Linked DNA regions of Mus musculus: all the other regions are linked to region 1. A link is a contact called in public HiCAR-type, HiChIP or PLAC-seq and promoter capture Hi-C data. All regions are on one chromosome and are shown on one strand. The core of a region is the stretch at or near the end of the contact, and the rest is flanking DNA. Distances in the headings are between cores, read along the strand shown. Region 1 holds the start of Hmgxb4 (HMG box domain containing 4). Region 2 holds the start of Arhgap10 (Rho GTPase activating protein 10). Region 3 holds the start of Slc35e1 (solute carrier family 35, member E1). Region 4 holds the start of Cherp (calcium homeostasis endoplasmic reticulum protein). Region 5 overlaps Med26 (mediator complex subunit 26). Region 6 holds the start of 1700030K09Rik (RIKEN cDNA 1700030K09 gene). Region 7 holds the start of Prmt9 (protein arginine methyltransferase 9).

What was found. Promoter capture Hi-C pulls out the DNA fragments that hold promoters and counts their contacts. HiCAR-type assays count read pairs that join an accessible place to other places. HiChIP or PLAC-seq counts read pairs in DNA pulled down with a chosen protein or histone mark.
Region 2: a contact with region 1 is called in a promoter capture Hi-C map of stem cell-derived epiblast-like cells, with 2.9 times the contacts expected there. The contact joins the promoter of Arhgap10 here to the promoter of Hmgxb4 in region 1. A contact is called at or near these places in 3 of 39 promoter capture datasets (hematopoietic stem and progenitor cells, liver and stem cell-derived epiblast-like cells) and 1 of 115 datasets of contacts at active chromatin or transcription factors (astrocytes).
Region 3: a contact with region 1 is called in a HiCAR-type map of astrocytes, with 10 times the contacts expected there. The contact joins the promoter of Slc35e1 here to the promoter of Hmgxb4 in region 1. A contact is called at or near these places in 8 of 39 promoter capture datasets (cranial neural crest, embryonic stem cells, frontonasal cranial neural crest and 5 more), 7 of 115 datasets of contacts at active chromatin or transcription factors (astrocytes, craniofacial prominence, embryonic hindbrain and 4 more) and 1 of 9 other capture datasets (embryonic stem cells).
Region 4: an H3K27ac HiChIP or PLAC-seq map of embryonic stem cells shows a contact between it and region 1, with 10 times the contacts expected there. The contact joins the promoter of Cherp here to the promoter of Hmgxb4 in region 1. A contact is called at or near these places in 9 of 39 promoter capture datasets (the 3T3-L1 cell line, cranial neural crest, embryonic stem cells and 6 more), 1 of 484 Hi-C or Micro-C datasets (B cells) and 7 of 115 datasets of contacts at active chromatin or transcription factors (embryonic midbrain, embryonic stem cells, extraembryonic endoderm stem cells and 4 more).
Region 5: an H3K27ac HiChIP or PLAC-seq map of embryonic stem cells shows a contact between it and region 1, with 10 times the contacts expected there. The contact joins the enhancer-like site here to the promoter of Hmgxb4 in region 1. A contact is called at or near these places in 7 of 39 promoter capture datasets (the 3T3-L1 cell line, cranial neural crest, frontonasal cranial neural crest and 4 more) and 4 of 115 datasets of contacts at active chromatin or transcription factors (astrocytes, embryonic stem cells and large pre-B cells).
Region 6: an H3K27ac HiChIP or PLAC-seq map of embryonic stem cells shows a contact between it and region 1, with 3 times the contacts expected there. The contact joins the promoter of 1700030K09Rik here to the promoter of Hmgxb4 in region 1. A contact is called at or near these places in 7 of 39 promoter capture datasets (the C10 cell line, cranial neural crest, embryonic stem cells and 4 more) and 4 of 115 datasets of contacts at active chromatin or transcription factors (astrocytes, embryonic forebrain, embryonic stem cells and 1 more).
Region 7: a contact with region 1 is called in a promoter capture Hi-C map of liver, with 4 times the contacts expected there. The contact joins the promoter of Prmt9 here to the promoter of Hmgxb4 in region 1. A contact is called at or near these places in 2 of 39 promoter capture datasets (embryonic stem cells and liver).

The regions. Positions count from the first base shown.
Region 1 is chr8:74,992,382-74,995,081 of GRCm38.p6, forward strand. Hmgxb4 (HMG box domain containing 4) reads left to right here and starts at 1,269. Exons shown (of 11, transcript NM_178017.2): 1 at 1,269-1,368.
Region 2 is chr8:77,516,580-77,519,279 of GRCm38.p6, forward strand. Arhgap10 (Rho GTPase activating protein 10) reads right to left here and starts at 1,328. Exons shown (of 23, transcript NM_030113.2): 1 at 1,051-1,328. The coding sequence starts at 1,204. It overlaps 0610038B21Rik (RIKEN cDNA 0610038B21 gene), which reads left to right and starts at 477. Exons shown (of 1, transcript NR_028125.1): 1 at 477-1,999.
Region 3 is chr8:72,491,348-72,494,047 of GRCm38.p6, forward strand. It overlaps Slc35e1 (solute carrier family 35, member E1), which reads right to left and starts at 1,267. Exons shown (of 6, transcript NM_177766.3): 1 at 819-1,267; 2 at 495-565. The coding sequence starts at 1,239.
Region 4 is chr8:72,473,822-72,476,521 of GRCm38.p6, forward strand. Cherp (calcium homeostasis endoplasmic reticulum protein) reads right to left here and starts at 1,412. Exons shown (of 18, transcript NM_138585.3): 1 at 1,237-1,412; 2 at 791-964. The coding sequence starts at 1,261.
Region 5 is chr8:72,520,462-72,523,161 of GRCm38.p6, forward strand. All of the region lies in intron 1 of Med26 (mediator complex subunit 26), which reads right to left. Among named protein-coding and RNA genes, the nearest start is that of Med26, 26 kb to the right of the region's middle. Within about 2 kb of position 1,405, at least 7 of the 459 cell types and tissues checked have an H3K27ac peak or open chromatin away from gene starts, as enhancers often do. A contact at or near this core is called in embryonic stem cells, where this site is marked.
Region 6 is chr8:72,442,598-72,445,297 of GRCm38.p6, forward strand. 1700030K09Rik (RIKEN cDNA 1700030K09 gene) reads left to right here and starts at 1,283. Exons shown (of 8, transcript NM_028170.2): 1 at 1,283-1,392; 2 at 2,153-2,700. The coding sequence starts at 2,154. It overlaps Calr3 (calreticulin 3), which reads right to left and starts at 1,181. Exons shown (of 9, transcript NM_028500.3): 1 at 996-1,181; 2 at 798-899. The coding sequence starts at 1,086.
Region 7 is chr8:77,548,092-77,550,791 of GRCm38.p6, forward strand. It overlaps Prmt9 (protein arginine methyltransferase 9), which reads left to right and starts at 1,306. Exons shown (of 12, transcript NM_001081240.3): 1 at 1,306-1,645. The coding sequence starts at 1,457.

The DNA.
Region 1 (2,700 bases), core at 19-2,518:
CTACATAATGAGTTCCAGGACAGCCAGGGCTGCTTCCTCCACCCATCCCTCCCGCCAAAACTGCCTACCTCCTGTGACTTTGACAAAGCAAAACAGAAGAGAAATTCCTCCCTAGAGCAGATGAAGGCTGGGTCTTTTCAGTGAGGAGGGCACCAGCTTCTGGTTGCCCTGATGGAGTGAGCACTGTTCACACAGAAGGCTATTATATACTTACACTATGCTACAAAAACAGAGTCTTTATATTAAACCAGGCTCTGGAAATTGTAAATGCTATTGATTTATTGAGTTCTCCTCAATAAATCAGAAGAAACTGTTTTCTCCTGTTTCTTAGAGAAAGAGTAACTTATTTATTTCCATTTTGTGTGTTTTTAGGGGACATTCCTGTGGCAGTCAAACTTGCATGAATCAGTTCTCTCTTTCCACCATGTAAATTTCCGGTGTCAAACACATACCCAGAGATTTGGTGTAAAATATTTTAACCCACTGAACCAATTCACCAGTCCTCTTAACACTTAAACAAAAATTGGTGTGAGCGGTGTAATAATTTGGTGAGAAAACAGCTTGTCTTACAAGTGTATGGTCTTCCACTTCACCTGGGCTACTCTCCAGATGTAAATGCTAAATTACAAATAAATACGGCTATTAACCCTTATCGCTCTGAGTCCGGCAAAGAACAGATTGTCTTGAAATAAACAGCATAACATTCTGTCTTAAATACAAAAGATTTAGGGGTAAAAGGAGAACAAGAAGGGCTACTATTAGGTGACCAGAAAGGACCGAGATTGCGGAGAAGGACCCATGAGTTCCTAAAAGAGAATACAAAGCTAATTGTCTAATTTTAAGTCTGTCATGAAATTTTCGAGGTTTGTATAAGCACGTGGTAGATAAGTACATAAAATTGTAACTGACAGTGAACGTATAAAATCCAAAGCCAAGCTCCATTGCTTCAGAACGACTGTTCTAATTGCATAGAAGTTTACGGAGCTGTAAAGACTTTGGGTTGGGGCAGGTGTTTGGCTACATTAATCTAATTGCCTGATATTTTTTATTCGCAATTTCTTTACAGAAAGATATTTTTATTGAAGAATAAACAGGAGACTTTTGAAATTATTTGTTTAGACCGAGAAGAGATTTCTAGACTAAACCTGCAACGGAGGAGTGTATTCTCAAACGGTACCGCGACCGCGCTCAACAAGCAGGTTTATTCGATGCGCTCGACGCTCTTTCGCCGGCGCGGTAGCCCCGCTGCAGTAGGAGTCTGCGCTCTGGGCTCGACTGAGGCGCCCTTGTTGCTCGCGCTTTTCTCTCCTTCTCCAAGATGGCGGCCGTCGGCGGCGCTGAGGCGGGATCCGAGCGAGCCGAGTGAAGGTAGCGGCGAGCGGAGCCCCCACCAGACCCGTCCGGACCCCCACCCCGGGGCGGCAACGGCCCCGCCCGGCCTCCGCCCACCGCTCCGGCCCCCCGACACCGTCCGGGAGGCGCTTCAGGCCCGCCGCGGCCTAGCTCGGGGGCCAAGCCGGGAACTGGAGTAGCGGCTGCAGCCGCCCCGGGGAAGGGGCTCGAGCGGGCCGCAGGAGGAAGGCGGCGGGAGCTGTTCAAACGGGGAAGGCGGGAAAGCTGCGGGGCCGGGAGGGGGCGTGCGGCCGCCCCAGGGACCCGCGGCCCGCGCCGCCCCTCCCCCTGCGCCGCTGTCTGGGCGCTCCGGGGCGCCGGAGGCCGACGGGACGTGGGAACACGGGTCGGGCGGAGCGCGGCATGGGAGCCGGGGCGCGGGCTACCTGGGGCTGTCAGGAAGAGAGGTCCCGGGCCGGCGGGCGGGAGGGCTGGGCGCGCGGTGAGCGGCGAGCGGGAGAGGATGCCCGGAGCTTCCTGCGCTGCGCAGAGCTTTGTTGAACTAGCGGTTGCAGCAGACCTGCCGAGGTTATCACAGCGGGGACCCCGGGAACGGTGGTCTTGGGGACTGTATGGATAAACGATCTCGTATTGTGTGTGTTCTTTGCGTGCGACTCAGTTTGAACATGCCTTCTTAATTGGAGTCATCTCCATACAGGCCCATTTCCCCCTCCACAACCACTACTTGTAGGTTCACTTTAGTTTATATCATATAGCAGACAAGATATGTCTACCACCCACCCACCCCACCCTTGTTTCCAGTACTGGCTGATTCTATACCCTCGTAGCAAAATACATTTTTAAAAACTGCATCCAAAGTAAAGCCTGTTGATTATGGCTTGTCAAAATTTGGATCGCTGAACTCGTGGAACCGAGTATGTTATCAGCCAATCTGTGCAGTGGTCGTGGTTCCAGTTAGCATTGCAGTGAGAAGATTCAGTGCGCCTTTCTGGCTATGGAGATCTCTGCAAGTTGCGAAGCTGGCAGGGGCTGGAGTGCTGCATAGGTGGGTCCTTGGAAAAGGGTGTGGCAAGAACTCCAACAGATCCAAGAAGGAAGGAAACCCACTGAAGTAAGAATTCACCTGTGCTATCCTAGAAGTAGCAACAAAATATCAGAATCTGCCAACAGCTGGATGTGTTTCTTCCTTTGACTGCATGGACTGGCAATCTAAGTTCCTAAAAACAGCCTTGGAGGAAACTCCCGTCTGGAGGAGACAGACCTTCCTTGCCCAGTTTACTGGGTGGATTTTCTTTCTTTTTCAATTCTCCGATCTGTTCTGGGATGATGATAACGATTAGCGATTGC
Region 2 (2,700 bases), core at 78-2,577, 2.5 Mb after region 1:
GAATAAACGCCCAGAGATGGAGAGTATTGAGCCAGGGAACCTAACCAACCCAAGAGGATAGGTAGAGCACCTATGCTTGGCTCCTGCACTATCAGGCCTTTTAAGGAGGGAAAGGGGTGTTCGCAATAACTCAAGGAATGAATTCAGGGTTCCAGGGTGGCCTGGATGCCAGCACCTGGTCCTGGAGAACGCCCATTTATAGAACATTACAACCGTTTCTGCACAAATTTCAACCAGCCTCTACTCCTAAGACTCACTACAGCTTCGATACACCTCTCTTTCTGTTGTCTTCAGAGGTGGCTTGAGGGTGTGTTAGCTTGCTTGTTTGAATACAGATGGAACTGAGGTGGCCAGCTTCGAGCATGAAGAGTAGAATTTCCTACTCACAGGCACTTCTCGCAGGCCAGAACCTGGAGCAGTCTGCCCACTGACCCTTTCAACCCCTAATCTTTGAACCCGCCTCAGCACAAGACAGAGGAATGTGCAGAAGGCAGCACAAAGCCAGGTAGACTTTCTGGTTTAGCTCACGAGGGACGTAGGTCGGTGCTGTCGCGCAAGGCAGAAAGGGGATACATAAGAGGTGTAACTTAAAGGACTTTTGACGATATCAACTACAGGCAGAGTCCCAAAGCATTTCCAAAAAAAATTACTTGGAAATGTTAGGAGACAAAACTATCAAACTGATTGATGTCTCTATTTTGCGGGAGACTGGAAGCAGCGTTAGGGCGCAGTAAAACCTGACTCCGGAGCAGAGCCTCCATTCGCTCCGGCCGGCGCCAAAGCGTGCTCAGCTGGGCCAGGCGGGAGCCCCGGGGCAGCTCCCACGCACAGCTCCTCGCTCCCGCGCCACCGAGGGCCAGGATCGGGGAAAGGAACGCGCCCGAACCTCCTGGGAGAGGAATGCCCTGGAGCTTATCTTATCCCCTAAGGAATCGCCTATTCCTCCAGCCCGGTCTTAGGAGCACTGAGCCATCCCACTTGGCCGGGGAAGACGATCCTCCCGCCTTCCTCGCCACGCCGCAGCCCGAACGCGAACAGGACCCCGCTTACTTTTGGTGGCAGAGATGAGGTTCTTGCCGTCTTTGATGAGCTCTTTGATGAACTTGTTGGTCCTCTCGAGCTCCGCTTCGTGCGCGCGGATCCTCTCCCGGAACCACGGGCTGTCGAGGTAGCAGTCGCTAAACTCCAGGGGCTGCAGCCCCATGACTGCGGCGGTGCGCGCGGGCGCAGGCCGAGCTGGGCTCCCAGGCGGCGGCAGCGAGCGGCTAGCAGGGCTGAGCGCGCGGCGAGCGCAGCACGGTCATGTCCAGCCCAGCCCAGCGACCCTGGAGAGTACGCGGCGCAGCTCCCCAATCCCGGCAGCCCCCGGCAGCAGCAGAGGCCGCCGCCCGGCCCCGCCCCGCCTCGGGCGCGCCCGCCCCGCCCCGCCCCCGCCCGCACGCCCCTGCTCTCCCGCCCGGGCGCCTTCGGCTCTCCTCCTCCCTGCCCTTCCCCGAACGCCTCTTCCTTCTCTTCCCCACGCGCAGTCGCCCCTCCTCTTCCTTCCGAGGCAGCGGCGATGGAGAACGTAGTCTGTGCCCTCCACCCCCGGACGCCTGCACCTCCCCGATCTCGGCTCACAAGGTCCAGGTGACTCAGGCTGGTCCCCGAAGTGGACGCCTGACCGAACGGGATGGTGGGTTTGTAATAGCAGGCCTCGGTCCCCGAGATCAGACGACTTAAAAGTCGGGGCGGGTGGAAATGATTGACTCATTTTATCTGTGTACCGAAGGAAGGGTGCTTCGCTGTGCAAGGGCTCGCACGCCGGGTGCTCTCTCTCCTTGTCTAATCAGCTGCCTTCGCGGGAATGCTTAACGTCTCCAACTCAGCGTGGACTCTACAGATTCTAGAACATTTTTCTTCGTGTCCATACTGAATGGCTTAGGACAAGGGAGCGTGTGGCTAAACCGCGTTGACCCTGCTTGTGTTCTATTCTGGAGATTAAATTTACACGGGTAGGAGAGGCGATCTGCTAAAAATAGCCCGCCGAAAGTAAATGCCAGACTTTTTGTGGTTTTTCACCATGGGAGGCTGCGTGGACAAGTGTGAATTCGTGTCAGTGCGCCCACAAAACTCCTTTCCTATTCCATGCGTTCTAAAGCAGAACTCAATACCTTCCTCAAATGTATACAGCAAATCTTACACTGGAGACACTTTATCAACTAGCAATTTTTAAGCAATTAACATGTGCCAGGTGCACACATGGCATACATTTTTCACAAACTCACAACACATGTTTACATGTAAAGGTTTAATGATGGTAATAGTACCAGGAAACTTCAAAGTGATTCTTTAAAAACGTTCCGACTGAGTGCAGTAATTAAGAGTTTGTTTGGCCCGTGAGCTGTAGGAGGAGTCTTAACCCTCTGGGAAGCATCTAAATATGCCTACTCTATAAACTCTGTTAAATAACAGCACCATTTGAGTGCCACAGATGAGGCCACTTTAATGTCCATCCTCAGACTTCAAAAGACTTTTACCAATAACTCCTAGGCAGTTTGAAAGGTTCATTTCCTACTAAAATCAGCAAGGAGTCTACCGAGGAAAGAAAGAGGCAAGGGGGAGGGAAAAACTGGAGACTGAATTAGGGCCTGGCAAAAGAGCGAAACACACTCCAGGCTCTGCAGAAACAAAACCCTAAACCCAGGCAGGAATATGGTC
Region 3 (2,700 bases), core at 17-2,516, 2.5 Mb before region 1:
GTTTGTAAGTTCGTCAGGACCAGGCCTGACAACTTGAATCTGATCCCAGGTATCCACAAGGTGAAAACTGTCCTCTGACTTCCATACACGTGGCAATGCACAACACACACACATAAATAAACATTAGAAAATAAAATAAGAGAAGGAAAACTTGTCCCAACTTAATTTGTTGGTGACTTGCTAAAATGGAACCAAAGACATCACCTACCACCAATCCCAGAGTCGGAATCATAACAGAAAAGAACAGTGGACGCCAGAGGGATGTGGCGCTCAGGGACAACAAGCAAGAGATTATGTGGTGATATCGCCCCATTCACACACACATCTGCTGTCTGAAAGGTGAGTGCGGGATGCTAGGTGCTAGCCACAGGACAAGGCTGACACCTTGACTTCCTTATTTGACAGGAAGCAGGAGGATGCCACGGTCCAACCACGTCATCAACCTGGTCAGCTACTGGGAATCCCGCCTAGCCCAGGGCTTCTGCCAGAGTTACCTTGGTGCTCTGTTTCTCCTTCATGATGATCCGGGACAGGAGGACCACCCAGATGGGCATGGTGGCCTTGACTGCAAGAGAGGAAAAGGCACTCAGTGGGCAGTCCTGGCAACCTGCACACCCGACCCTGAACCTTCCTTCTGTAAGGCTTCCTCTCGATCCCAATAGCTGGAGTCAATTCTGCTAGGCGCTCGGTAAACTCCTCAGACCTTTTCCAACGTGAGAATCCGACGCACCTTGGCGGCGTCTCAGTCAGACGGCCCGCGCACTCGTACCCACACTTCGAAGCCCCAGACAGCGCGCAAAGCCCGCCTCAGCACTTACCGGTGTGCGCGTAGGAGACCGGCACCTTCCAGATGCTGACGTGCGCCGACACCGACGCGAAGTACTTGCCAAAGGCAAGCGGCAGTACGTAACGCGGATAGAAGCGCGGCGGCAGCAGCGGGCCGGACGCCGGATGCGGGCCGGGTCCGGGGCCCGACACGGGTGGCGCGGGCGGCACGCGCCAGGCGCGCAGCAGCGGCGGCAGCCCCGCGCACAGCGCTAGGATGTGGCACAGCGACACGGTGACCGGGAACGGGAAGGCGCTCAAAATCACCTTGTTGACCACGTTACCGCCCGCGCTCAGCGCGTACCATAGTAGACACAGCACCGCCACCCGCGCACCCTCGCGCGCCCCGCCGCCGCCACCCGCGCCCGGGACCCCTGCGCCCGCGCCGGGACCCGCGGTTGCCGCCGCCGCCATCCTGCCCGAGCGGCCGCCCCTTCCCGCCGGACGACCGCCGGACGCGGGCAGGGGGCGGGACAGCCCTGGAGGGCGCGCCGGCAGACGCCGCTCACCATTGGCCCCTGGCCCTTGCGTCATCGCCGCTCGCCATTGGCCACCGCCCCATACGTCATCGTCGCGCGTCCGCCGACGCGCCCGTACACGTCGTCGGCGAGGGCCCTACCCTCACTTAAACGCTTTCCGGGAGGGGGCGGGGCTAAGCCCGGAAGGCGGGCCGTAGGGCCCGCGGGTGGGTTAAGCGCGTTACGTTCTCTCCGGTGACTGGCAGGACTCCGTGGGAGGTGCCGGGCGACGCGGGCCCGCCCACTTGAGGCTGTGGAAGCCGCGTGCCTGGGGCGTAGACAGGGCTTAGATCTTTTAGAAGAAAAGAAACCGATTGCGGTAAATCCTCTGGACTACGCCGGGTCCTCGGAAGCTGTGCGGTAGGTGTCAATTTCCCCTCACAGACCAACCGAGAGAAATCCAGGGTTAAGTGTCTCCTGCGACAGTGTCTTAAGAGCTCAGCTGACCGGTACGATGCTGGGCAAAACCACGAAGGCAGGACTAGACTTACAAAACTCGATTCCCAAGATCGTGTGCTTTTAAGTGAGGGAGAATAGTTGTTCGCGCTCCTTAAAATGTGTTCATTTATGGAGGCGGGCACGAGCGTGTGTATACACATATTGAGGTCAGACGAGTTGAGTCTTTTGTCTCTTTTCTACCATGTGCATCCAGGAAAAGAAACTAACTCTGGCAGCAAGCGTTTATTTGCTGAGCCATCTCGCCAACCTCAATATTCTCCTTTACAGCGTCTCCTTGAATGCCAGGGTGTCTTTCTACCTCACCTATGTTTTGGTTTGCTTTTCTCTGTGTAACAGATTCCTGGCTGTCATGGACTCGATTTGTAGATTAGGCTAGCTTCGAACTCAGAGATTTGCCTGCCTCCGCCTCCTGAGCACCATGCGTAGCTACTCACCCGTTCTTCAAGGTAGACTGTGTTGTACCCTGGGGTTTGCTGGATACTCATCACACATGTGGCAGTCCTTGTGGATCTGAGTAGAAAATGGCCTGGTCCCTCCCAAAGCAGGAGTTTAAGAATATGGTGATAGGACGCTGGGCTTTGTACCCTAAGGCCTTTGTCACAAACTAAATACAAGAGGAATTAGGATCTTTGGACAGAGCAGTGTCAGATGGCCCCACTGATGTGTTTTGGTTGCTTTTATTTCATATTGGATTTGGCCCTGGCAACTCTGGAAGCTTTTTCATTTCACAACAGGTACATGTACTCAGGGCAACCCAGCTGTGGTTTCACCTCCTCAAATGGCCCTGTAATGGGGAGTGGGGCCATTCTGCAACAAACCTCAGAAATTCCTACTGGCTCTGAAACGGGTTCTGGGTTGGCTTTGGTACCAACCAGACCAGGAGGTATGTTCTAAGACT
Region 4 (2,700 bases), core at 162-2,661, 2.5 Mb before region 1:
CTGAAAAGCTGATGCAGGAAGGCTGCTTTGAACTGGAAGCTAGGCTGGATAACATACTGCCAGGCCAACCTGGGATATGGTGTGAGGCCCTTAAAGACCAGCTGTGCTTCTTCACTCATTTTCCTTTTTCTTTTGTTTTTTTTTTTTTTTTTTTTTAGGCAGTCTATGTAGTCTTGCCTGTACTGGAACTTGTACAATCAGTTGGCCACAAACTCACAGAGATCGACCTGCCTTTGCCTTCTAAGTGTTGAGATTAAAGCGGTGGTCCCATCATCCCTGGCTCTAAACTTTTTATTATTTCTATTATTTTTAATCATATTTTTCTTGATGTTTAAATCTAGTTTACAAAACTAGCTCTAGAACAGTCAGGACTACACAGAGAAACCCTATCTCGAAAGCAAAAAAAAAAAAAAAAAAAAAAGGAAAAGAAAAACGTTGCAAAAACTAAAGGGAAAGCTTTTTGATCTATGCACCTGAAATGCAGAAAGCTATGGTCTCAGCCTGCAGAAAGGCTGCACAGTTTGCACAGTTCCCACCTTCCTGCAGATCCGCAATTGCCTCTGCAAAGACCACCCAGGGACCACTCCCGACCCAAAAGCCTGGATAGAGAATATATGATAGTCTCTCCTTATGACACACAGATCCAGCAGTCTATCTTGGTACAGGGCTCCGGGTAGGACAGAAGAACGGCTGCTCTGCTCTGCAGAGGAAACTTGCAACTCTAAAGAAATTGGCTGCGGCGGGGCCCGCATTGAACCCCGAGGCGGCTGAGGGCCTGAGGGGAACTCACGCTGTTGCTGCTCCAGTGCCAGCTTGCACTTGTAGTAACTGTAGAACTCGCCTCCAAACAGAAACGAGAACTTAGGGTTGTCCTTCTGCTTCTCCATCGTCATTTTCTCGAACTCGGGTCCGTTGCGAGCCACAAACTGAGCGAGCTTATCGATGACATTTCGAAGCTCCTGATCTGCAAAACAGAGGAAAAGGCGTCAGTGGGGGCAGCCTGACCCGGGGACCAGGCCGGGGTCCTCTGGGGCGGGCCACTGCAAGGCGGTGGTGTACGGGTCCTGACTAGGGCCAAGCGCGCGCCAGGAATGCGGGGAACCACGGAGAGGCCGAGGGAGGAGCGGCGAGGCCGCAGCGCGCTCCGTCACTGGCCCGGCAACGCGAGGAGGCACGGCTGGCCGGCGGGGGCACACGAGAAGAACCCAACGACCTCAGCTCAGGGACCGGCCTCACCATCTGGCGGCATCGGCATCTCCATGGCTGCAGCCACTGGCAACGTCCTCCGCCGCCTCACGATCGCTTACCAGCACCGGCCACAGAAGCCGGCCGGAAGTGGCGCGAAGGGCGACGTTTACGACGGCCTCGCGGGCCGCTTCGCGCGCCATTTACGGCTGTCGCTGGGAAACACCGGAAGTGAAGACCGGAGGAGGGCGGGAAGGGACTGCGTGAGGACTCCAGAGAAGGATGGCCTAGTGAGACGCATGCGCGTGAGCCTCTTTGCGCATGCGGCGGCCCGGCCGCTGTTCCCCGACGCGCTGGAGCGTGAGAAGCTGCGCCGGCGGTACTCTGGGTTTCTGCTGCGTTCTTGCGAACGCGTGCACTCCCAGGCCTCTGCGTCTTTCACATCCTTTTACGCCATCCAGAAGGCGGGATCGGCAGGTGATGGTTTTGGCGAATCACACCTCACTCGGCTCCTGTTCCGATATGCTCCTTCTGGGTAAGAATTTTGAGCATTGGGGCTCCACAACATCACATCAGACCGACGTGGAGCAAAGACATCTCTTCTGAAGCGACTATAGACGTTCTATGGAAGGAGAAGCGGAAGCTGCGTCAACACCCCATCCCTTCTGTTTATTTATATTATTACTTACTCCTGGTTTTTGAATATTAGGTCTCATAGAGCCCAAGCTGATCTCTAACTCCCCACACAGCCTTAGATAATCTTGCACTCCCGATCCTCCTCTTAGCTCTTAAGTACTGAGATGACAGGCGTGTGCCACCACCACACCAGGGTTACAGGATACTGGGGATGGAAGACAGGACTGGCTGCATGTTAGGCAATCACTGAGATATACCATCGACCTTTAGAAAGAAAAAAAGATTTATATTTTGCCGGGCATGGTAGCGCACGCCTTTAGTCTCAACACTTGGGAGGCAGTGGCAGACAGATCTCAAGTTCAAAACCAATTTGGTCTACAAAGAGTTTCAGGATAGCCAGGACTATACAGAGAAACCCTGTCTCGAAAACAAAGGTTTAATTATGTGTCAGGTGGGTTTGTGTACGTGACTTCAGGGCCTAAAGAAGCTGGAAGCAGGCACAGGATCTACAGCACTGGCATGATTTACTTTCTGAGTTTGTGCTGGCCACTAAGCCCTTAGTGATCCTTTGAGCCTGTTATGCCAGGGTCTCCGACTTTTCCTAATTGGATATTCTTACTGCTGGAAGCACCACACCACGATTATATGAGGAGGAAGGAGGAAGTTGAGCCTAGCAGGTATCCTGATCCCTATGCCCTTCCTGTAACTCCTGTCTTGCCTGCTGTGAAGCCCCTTTATAATGTCCTACTCTTGGAGCTGCAGAGATAGCTCAATGGTGATGTGCTTGTCATGGGAGCAGGACCACCTGAGTTCAGGTCCAAGAATTCAGTGTAAAAACCAGACAACAGCAGCACAGGCCTGCAATCCCCAAAGACTATT
Region 5 (2,700 bases), core at 155-2,654, 2.5 Mb before region 1:
CCCAGCACTTGGGAGGCGGAGGCAGAGGCAGGCATGTTTCTGAGTTTGAGGCCAGCCTGGTCTACAAAGTGAGTTCCAGGACAGCCAGGGCTCTACAGAGAAACCCTGTCTTGAAAAACCTATCACAAAGTCAACCTGAAACAAATGCCTGTGCTGTAAGGAAATAACAGGTCCACAAAGGCAACTGTGGCAACTGGACAGACAAACTAGGAAAGCACAGGAAAGTAAGGAAAGCCCTCCTAAACATATATTCTTACTCTGTAAAATTTATTTTTAATTTCGTGTGTGTGTTTTGTCTGCATGTATGTATGAAGACCAGATGCATGCCTGGTAAGAGGGCATCCTGGAACTGTACTGGTAGATGGTTGTTAGCCACCATTTAGGTGCTAGGAACCTAGGTCCTCTTTAAGAGCAGCTAGCTCCATATTTCTTAATTTTGGCAGTACTGGAGTCAGGACCCTGCGTAAGCTAGGCAAGTGCTCTATCAAGGAGCATCTCCACCCCCACCCCCAAGTACGGCTTTAGCTACACAGCTTTGGACACAAGAGTAGTGGCTAAGGCGGCAGTGAAGCCAAAGATCTCAGACTGACTAGAATTGACAGGGATAAGTGACTGGTGGAACAATTAGCTACAAAAGAAAATATGTAAGACACAAGACAATGGAGAGCTAAAGAGCCAGCTTGCAGAGAAGAGCCAGGAACCTGCTTGCAGGAGAAAGGGCCTCTTTGCTGGACCCACACTTCACCCATGGTGACTAGGGGCACACCACCAGCTACACACACACACACACACACACACACACACACACACAGATGGGATATAGCATGAATAGCAGTTTAGCTGGTCTTGGCTACTTTGTGAGTTCTTTTTTGCCACCCTTTATCCCCCACCTCCTGTTTCACCCCCATAACACTATATAGGAGAGAGAGAGAAATTAGGAAAATTCCTGAATCTAATTTCTTTCCTTTTATTTCTTTTGTTTCTTCTTTGAATATGGCTACAAACAAACCACAACTGATATCCCTAAATGACTGACCACCACCACCCCCTCTCTCAGGACCCTAGCATTTATAAAGTCTCTGAAAACTTCCCAGAATTCCAAACATCACACAACCACAGGAATTATCTACAGCTGGCAAAACCACGCTCCTGCTAGAGCACAAGGCAAATCAAGGTCAGCTACTACAGACAGTCCGAAGCAGTCCCACATCCCTACACCTGGGATTAAAATGAAAGCACTTATTTATTTTTTGGTTGTTCGTGACAGGGTTTCTCTGTGTAGCCCTGGCTGTGCTGGAACTCACTTTGTAGACCAGGCTGACCTCAAACTCAGAAATCCGCCTGCCTCTGCCTCCAGAGTGCTGGGATTAAAGGCGTGCGCCACCACGCCCGGCTTATTCTTATTTTTGTGTTGTAAATGTAACTTTTATTCACCTGAGGTAATTGTTGTTTTAGTCTTACTTACTGCCTCTATCTGCTTCTCTATGTCTAGTCCTGGAAGCTTCTAGCCTACATACAATCTATTCTAGGCCTAGAAAGTTTTCAACCTGTGAGACTTACTGCTGAATAAGCTCACCCTTTCTAGTTCTGAGCTGATTCAACTCAGCTGTTCTGGCTCAACTTCCTCTCCATACTAACTGATTCAATCTGGCTTCTTTTTCTCAACTTCTCCTAAATTGCTCTACTTGGTTTCAAACTAACTCTAGCAATCTGTTCTAATCTTCTGGCTCCTTCTCATTCTCTGGCAAGATCTGTCTTTATCTGTGTCTAGCTTTGTGCTCTCTTCCACCTGTTTCTGCAAAACTGCCTCCTCTTTCTTTTTTCTTTTTCTTTTTCTTCTTTTTTCTTTCCCTCTATAATTAGCTTCCCTTTTCTCTCCTTGGGAGAGTTAGACATATCATATCCTATTGTCAAATTTTTCTGATTCGTAACTTTGTCTGCCACTCAATTAGACAACACTTTCAAATATGGATGTTTCCTTCTACAAACTTATTTTTCTTCATTGTTTGGGATTAAAGCTGTGTACTAAGGGTGTGTCCTTATTCCAGCCAGAGCAATTAAAGGGATGTGCTAAGGGCTGAGCCACACCACAACTAGAAACAAGTTTTTTTCAGTAAATAACAAAATCTCAGAGTTCAAAATGCAGTCAAATATCCTGAAACACTGTTTTTTTTAAAGAATCCAAAATTCCCAAATTGTCACCATGTTTCTCCTTTCTGTTTTAAGCCATTTATTATGCTGGGTGGAAATTATAAACAGAGACATTTTCAATGGAATAGGCGTTTTTCAGGTCAGTGACAAGGTTTTCAGGTGACCTCACCTGCTATTTCTACTGGAGTGGCTTTGCCTTTGATGTAGGGATATAAAAACAGCTGAGCAATCCTATTACCTGCATCAAATTGCATCTCTCTACATAGACCTTAATTTTATTTTCTCCTTTGAAATTTTCATTTACAATCCTGGATGTACAATGAATCGTTGGGAAGTCAACCCACCGCTGCTCTTCCAGAGGTCCTGAGTTCAATTCCCGGCAACCACATAGTGGCTCACAACCACCGGTAATGAGATCTGATGCCCTCTTCTGGTGTGTTTGAAGTCAGTTTCAGTATCCTCATATACATAAAATAAATCTTTAAAAAAAAAAAAAGATGTTTATCTGTGGCCAAGTCTAGAGCAGATTTGCCTCAGTGTTCTGCATTA
Region 6 (2,700 bases), core at 33-2,532, 2.5 Mb before region 1:
CTTCCACCCTGTAGGTTCTGGGGATCAAACTCAGGTTACCAAGCTTGGCCACAGGCCAATCTAGCTGGCCCCACTTTTCATTTTGATTTCCCCTCTTTTTGTTTTGTGCCAAGACCTGGCTGTATCTTAGGGTGGGCCAGAGCTCACTCTATAGCTAGGCTGGTCTTGAACTTGTGATTTTCCTGCCTCATGAAGACCCTGGAGTGCTAGGATTCTAGGTTGTGCTACAGCATGGTTCCAATTTTCATGAAGTGAGATGATCTTGGGCAACTACTGAAAAATGCCAACACAGTCATTCCTGTTGACTCCAGTTGTCATTCCAGCACTTTCTGAGCACCTCCACTGTCATTCCAATCCACACTCAAGGTGCATACTGCCTCCAACATACATAGATGTGGAAAAAGTAACCAGCACTTGGGAGGCTGAGAGTTAGAGCCATCTAGGGCTACATGAGACTGCTCAAAGACTAAACCAAAACACACTTCGGTCAATTTTTTTTTTTTTTTCTTTTTCCAAGACAGGGTTTCTGTGTAGCCCTGGCTGTCCTGTAACTCACTCTGTAGACCAGGCTGGCTTCGAACTCAGAAATCCACCTGCTTCTGCCTCCTGAGTGCTGGGATTAAAGGCGTACGCCACCACCGCCCGGCTACTCTGGTCAATCGTAAAGGAATGTAAACCCAAACAGGGTATTGCAGAGCCTGCATGTGCCTCAGTGTCCTGGCTTGAACGGTGGGTGCGTTGTCAGGGTGCCATGAGGTTTCTAACTCTACTCTATTTGCTCCCGATTCTACACTAACCTTTGTCTTTCTCTTTATGCCCATAGAACTTCCCCGATGAGACTCTGAAGTGCCCAAACTGGGAGTCATTGGTGGACTGCACCCAGCGGTTCCTCCAGCGCTCTGTGGGGAGACAGGAGGGTTAGTGGTGCAAAGCGCACGGGTCCATATCATAGATGGTGGACACAGGCCACCAGCCACCACGGCAATCGCCTTCACCTCCGTCTAGAAACTCCTCCTGGAAGTACACAGTGGCTAGTGCCACGCGCAGCACACAGATGGCCCAGAGCAATGCACGAGCCGAGACCATAGCTGCACGTGCGACTTCAACTCTCTGCTCTCAGGCGTCCGTACCGCTTGACGGGCGCAACTCAGAAACTACAACTCCCGGCATGCCTTGGGATTATGACCTGGGGACGCTAATGGGTGCGCTGAAATTACTGGTCCCGTGACGCCCGGGATTGTGACCTGAGTTGCTCATTGGTGGGTGGAGCGCGGTGGCCGACGGGAAATGTAGTCTCTAGTTGCTCTGGCGCTGTCTCCTGAGGCAACCGCACACTGGGGCCTATACTTTGAGGCTGAAGCCTAGCGGGAAGAAGCCAACGCAGCTACTCAGGTGACCTCACAGTGATCAAGTGGGTTGGCAAGGGGCTTCAGGAAAACGGGCGGCATACCCACACCAGAGGTTCCTCATCTGGAGAGCGATGGGGCATGATCCCTTAGGGCTTGCAAACAATAGCGAGGAAACTGAGTATAGGCAGTGTTATTAGCATGGAGAAGAACTCCAGGTGCTGTGTGATATGGGTCCTCTCAGTTGTGTATCCTGGTTACAGGTTCCAGAGCAGGTACAGATATAGGTACGAATCTGGACGCCTGTCCTCAAATCTCTCTGAGATTCTTTGGTTTTTTTTTTTTTTTTTTTTTTTTAGATTTATTTATTTATTATATGTAAGTACACTGTAGCTGTCTTTCAGACACTCCAGAAGAGGGCATCAGATTTCGTTATGGATGGTTGTGAGCCACCATGTGGTTGCTGGGATTTGAACTCGGGACCTTCAGAAGAGCAGTCGGCGCTCTTAACCACTGAGCCATCTCACCAGCCCCGATTCTTTGGTTTTGAGCTCACTCAACCTTACCAGTTCTTATGCCTGTCCCACACGCCCTACAGCTTATTAAAAGAAATACTTTTATCTGGGTGGTGGTGGCATACACCTTTGATCACAGCACTTGGGAGGCAGGCCTGATCTAAGGAGCTCCCAGGAAAACCAGAGCTATACAGGGAAACCTTATCTTGAAAAAAATAAAAACAAAACAAAAAGTATACTTATACAGTGAAGTACTTTTAAAGGCTGAAAACACAATCTTTATTTTCCTAGAATGGCTTCCACAAGAAGACCCTTTGGCCCTCCACGTAGTGGTTTTGACTTAAGGGATATGTTCTTAGATAGCTCGAGGATGGAAGAGATCAGAAACTTACAAGCCCGAAGTCTTGGCCAAGTGACACCTGGGCAGAGCAGAATCTTAAAGAGAAACCAAACGATGGACGAGAAATATTTGATGCCCAAAGAGGAGGCCATGGCAGGGAGGGGGGTGAGTCTGGGCTTGAGGCCTCCCACCATCTCCTCCAAGACCAGAGCCAGTGAGGCCCTTAGGAAACTGGCCCAGATTGAAACCAAGATCCTGAATCGGAAGCAGGTGCCCATGGCTTGGTCTGATGTGGAGTCTGACTCCACATCCATCGAGCAGAGTCTTCCTAAGAGGACAGGTGCAGCTTCTGTTTCTTCCCAGTACCCACACAGAACTTTCCAGAAACAAGTGAACAAAACATGTGTGTCAAAGAGCGATGGGCCGAGTGGTAACGGTAGCAGGTTTCTGAAGAAGAAGGAGCTGCCCACTGAAGCGAGGTCCCCAGGGCTGGCAGTGG
Region 7 (2,700 bases), core at 56-2,555, 2.6 Mb after region 1:
TGGGCTGTGTCTCTCTACCCAGCCTCAGTCTATCACCTCTAAATTATACAGGATGCAAATAACATTATACATCTTTGGTTAAATGTTTACGGGAGTAATAACATTTTTTAAGGTTTAGATAATTTCTAAATGTTTCTAGATAATGCCAATTAATTACATTAACTATGTATATATAAGTAAAATGCTTTTCTAGATTATTACATTGTATAGTTAGAGCACCCTTATGAATTAAGCCAGGAAGAGAGCTTTATTAGGTCTGTCTGAATGTCTCAAGGGAGGGATGCTAGACTGGAACGAGAAAACCCTTCCCACAAGCCAATTAGTCTTTATGTTCTACTCAGTTCCATTAGGTATAGAGGCCTGCCTCTGTATTTCCATCTCACTAAATACTGTATAGTTAAATCCTACATTGCTTAATACACAAAGCATCAAACAAGGACGATATGAATAGCTAGGAAAATACATAGGCAAAATTAAAGAGCAGGAGAAACACTTTTCATCAAGTGCAAGATATATTAAAATTGTCGTTCTGTACATATTCAAATAATTGTGATTAGTTCCTGTCTTCGAAGACCTTTCTTAGGTACATAGGTATCTGCTTACAAGAGTGGATCAGACAATAAGATACTAGAGAAAGCAAAAAGACACATAAAGGATGGACTTGGGAGAACTGGAGAATTTTAGCTTAATATCCAAAATGGTGTATCCTCCATTTCACATTGTTAACCACTGTATGCACCGCTAATCTCTTCAAAATGGGAACAAAAAATAGCTTTCGCTATAATTTCTATACATTGCTTTAAAAGTTTGGATTTATATCTTAGAGGCCACACTTGACATCAGTCTTCTTTGTTAATGTGCATGTCATCAGGAAATTCAGACTCGGCCGTACCCATCCCACTGTTCAACCTTGAAGCAGTTCTCCGTGATGGCCTTTTCCTTTTTTTTTTAGAGTGTGATCCCAAGTTCCACCTCACTGAGTTTTGTGAGAATACTTAATACTAGGAGAGTACACAGTGATTAATTTAAGGAGCTTTTATTTCGTTTTGCAGTAGTGAGTCTGGTGCGATGAGATTCAGAAGGCCTGGAGCTTCGCACAAGCAGGACTAGAGCAGGGTTTGGAATTCGCAGCCGCACTCTCCAGGAGGCAGAGAGAGGGTGGAAACCTTTGGTTGCAGTCTGCCAAAAAACCCCATTCCAGAAAATGACTTTACAGCCTAGTACTCCAAGACCATAGTGGGCCGCGGGGCGCTCCCTGGTGTGACGTCATCACAGCGCTTCGCCGCAGGATGCGCGCGCAGCCCTGTCCGCCGCTGGGAAGGCGGGGCTTCCTGCTGTGTGCACCCAGTGCCTCTGTGCGTCCAGTTGCTGCGACCGGCCCAGGGAAGCGCGCCGTGGAGACTCTTTTCCCGGACGAGGCCATCCTCCTTCGTGGGCTTCCGAGCGAGACTTATCCATGCCGAACTCGAGGCCCAGGCCCCGCCGGGGCGCCGGGGGTGGCGCAGGTGCGGCCGGCCGGGACCGGCTGGTGGCACGGTCCTTGCAGAGTGCTGAGCACTGTCTAGGTGACCAGGACTTCGGCACTGCTTATGCCCATTACCTTCTGGTGCTCAGCCTGGCGCCAGAGCTAAAAGACGACGTGAAGGTGAGGCCTTATTTTTTTCAGTGGCTAGCAAATCCTGTGATCTGAGCAGGAACAACAGGGTATGGTGTGTGTGTGTGTGTGTGTGTGTGTGTGTAACAGAGACGAGAGACAGGGAGAGACAGAGACACCGAGACATACAGAGACAGAGACGGACTCTCCAAGCATCGAATTACTATAGCCTACAGCCCATCTCAATACAGCCAGGTTTTAGTAACAAAAGTCAAAAGTTGTCACACATCTGTTTCAAAATTTCTGCCTCACTTAAGATTCCAAAGGCCTTTTAAATGGGATAGGACTGGGTAGTTCTTTTTCCCCTCCAGTATCTAATTTAAATTAGCCCTGCCTTGTAGGCGTTGCATTATCTTGTGTAGAAAGAATGCTGTGTATCCTGAGGTTGGATAAAGTGTTCAGTCATAAGGAACTTTTAATATTTGTTGATTCGTCTTACTTGCATCAGTTAACCGGTTGAACTACTGTATTTTTTTTTTTTAATGTTAGAATCTCAATTTCAAAAAGTAACTTAATTGCATATACAGTTTTAAGCTGTGGACAGTCTTGCTTTGTTTAGTCCAGAGTTTCTCAACCTGACACTGGTGACATTTTGCACCAGACAGTCCTGTGTCTTCCTTCCTGTTTCACAGCACGGTTTGTCCTCTGCCCACTAGATGTCAGTAGCATTAGGCTTTTGTAGTCCAAAGAAATTTCAGGACCTGTTGGTTTACTTGGAAATATGCTAGTATGTTGGGTCGTTTGTTCCTCTGTGTAGAAAGTAGTAGAATAGTGTGTGTTCCTCTGTGTAGACAGTAGTAGAATAGTGTGTGTTCCTCTATGCAGACAGCAGTAGAATAGTGTGTGTTCCTCTGTGTAGACAGCAGTAGAATAGTGTGTGTTCCTCTGTGTAGACAGCAGTAGAATAGTGTGTGTTCCTCTATGCAGACAGCAGTAGAATAGTGTGTGTTCCTCTATGCAGACAGCAGTAGAATAGTGTGTGTTCCTCTGTGTAGACAGCAGTAGAATAGTGTGTGTTCCTCTATGCAGACAGCAGTAGAATAGTG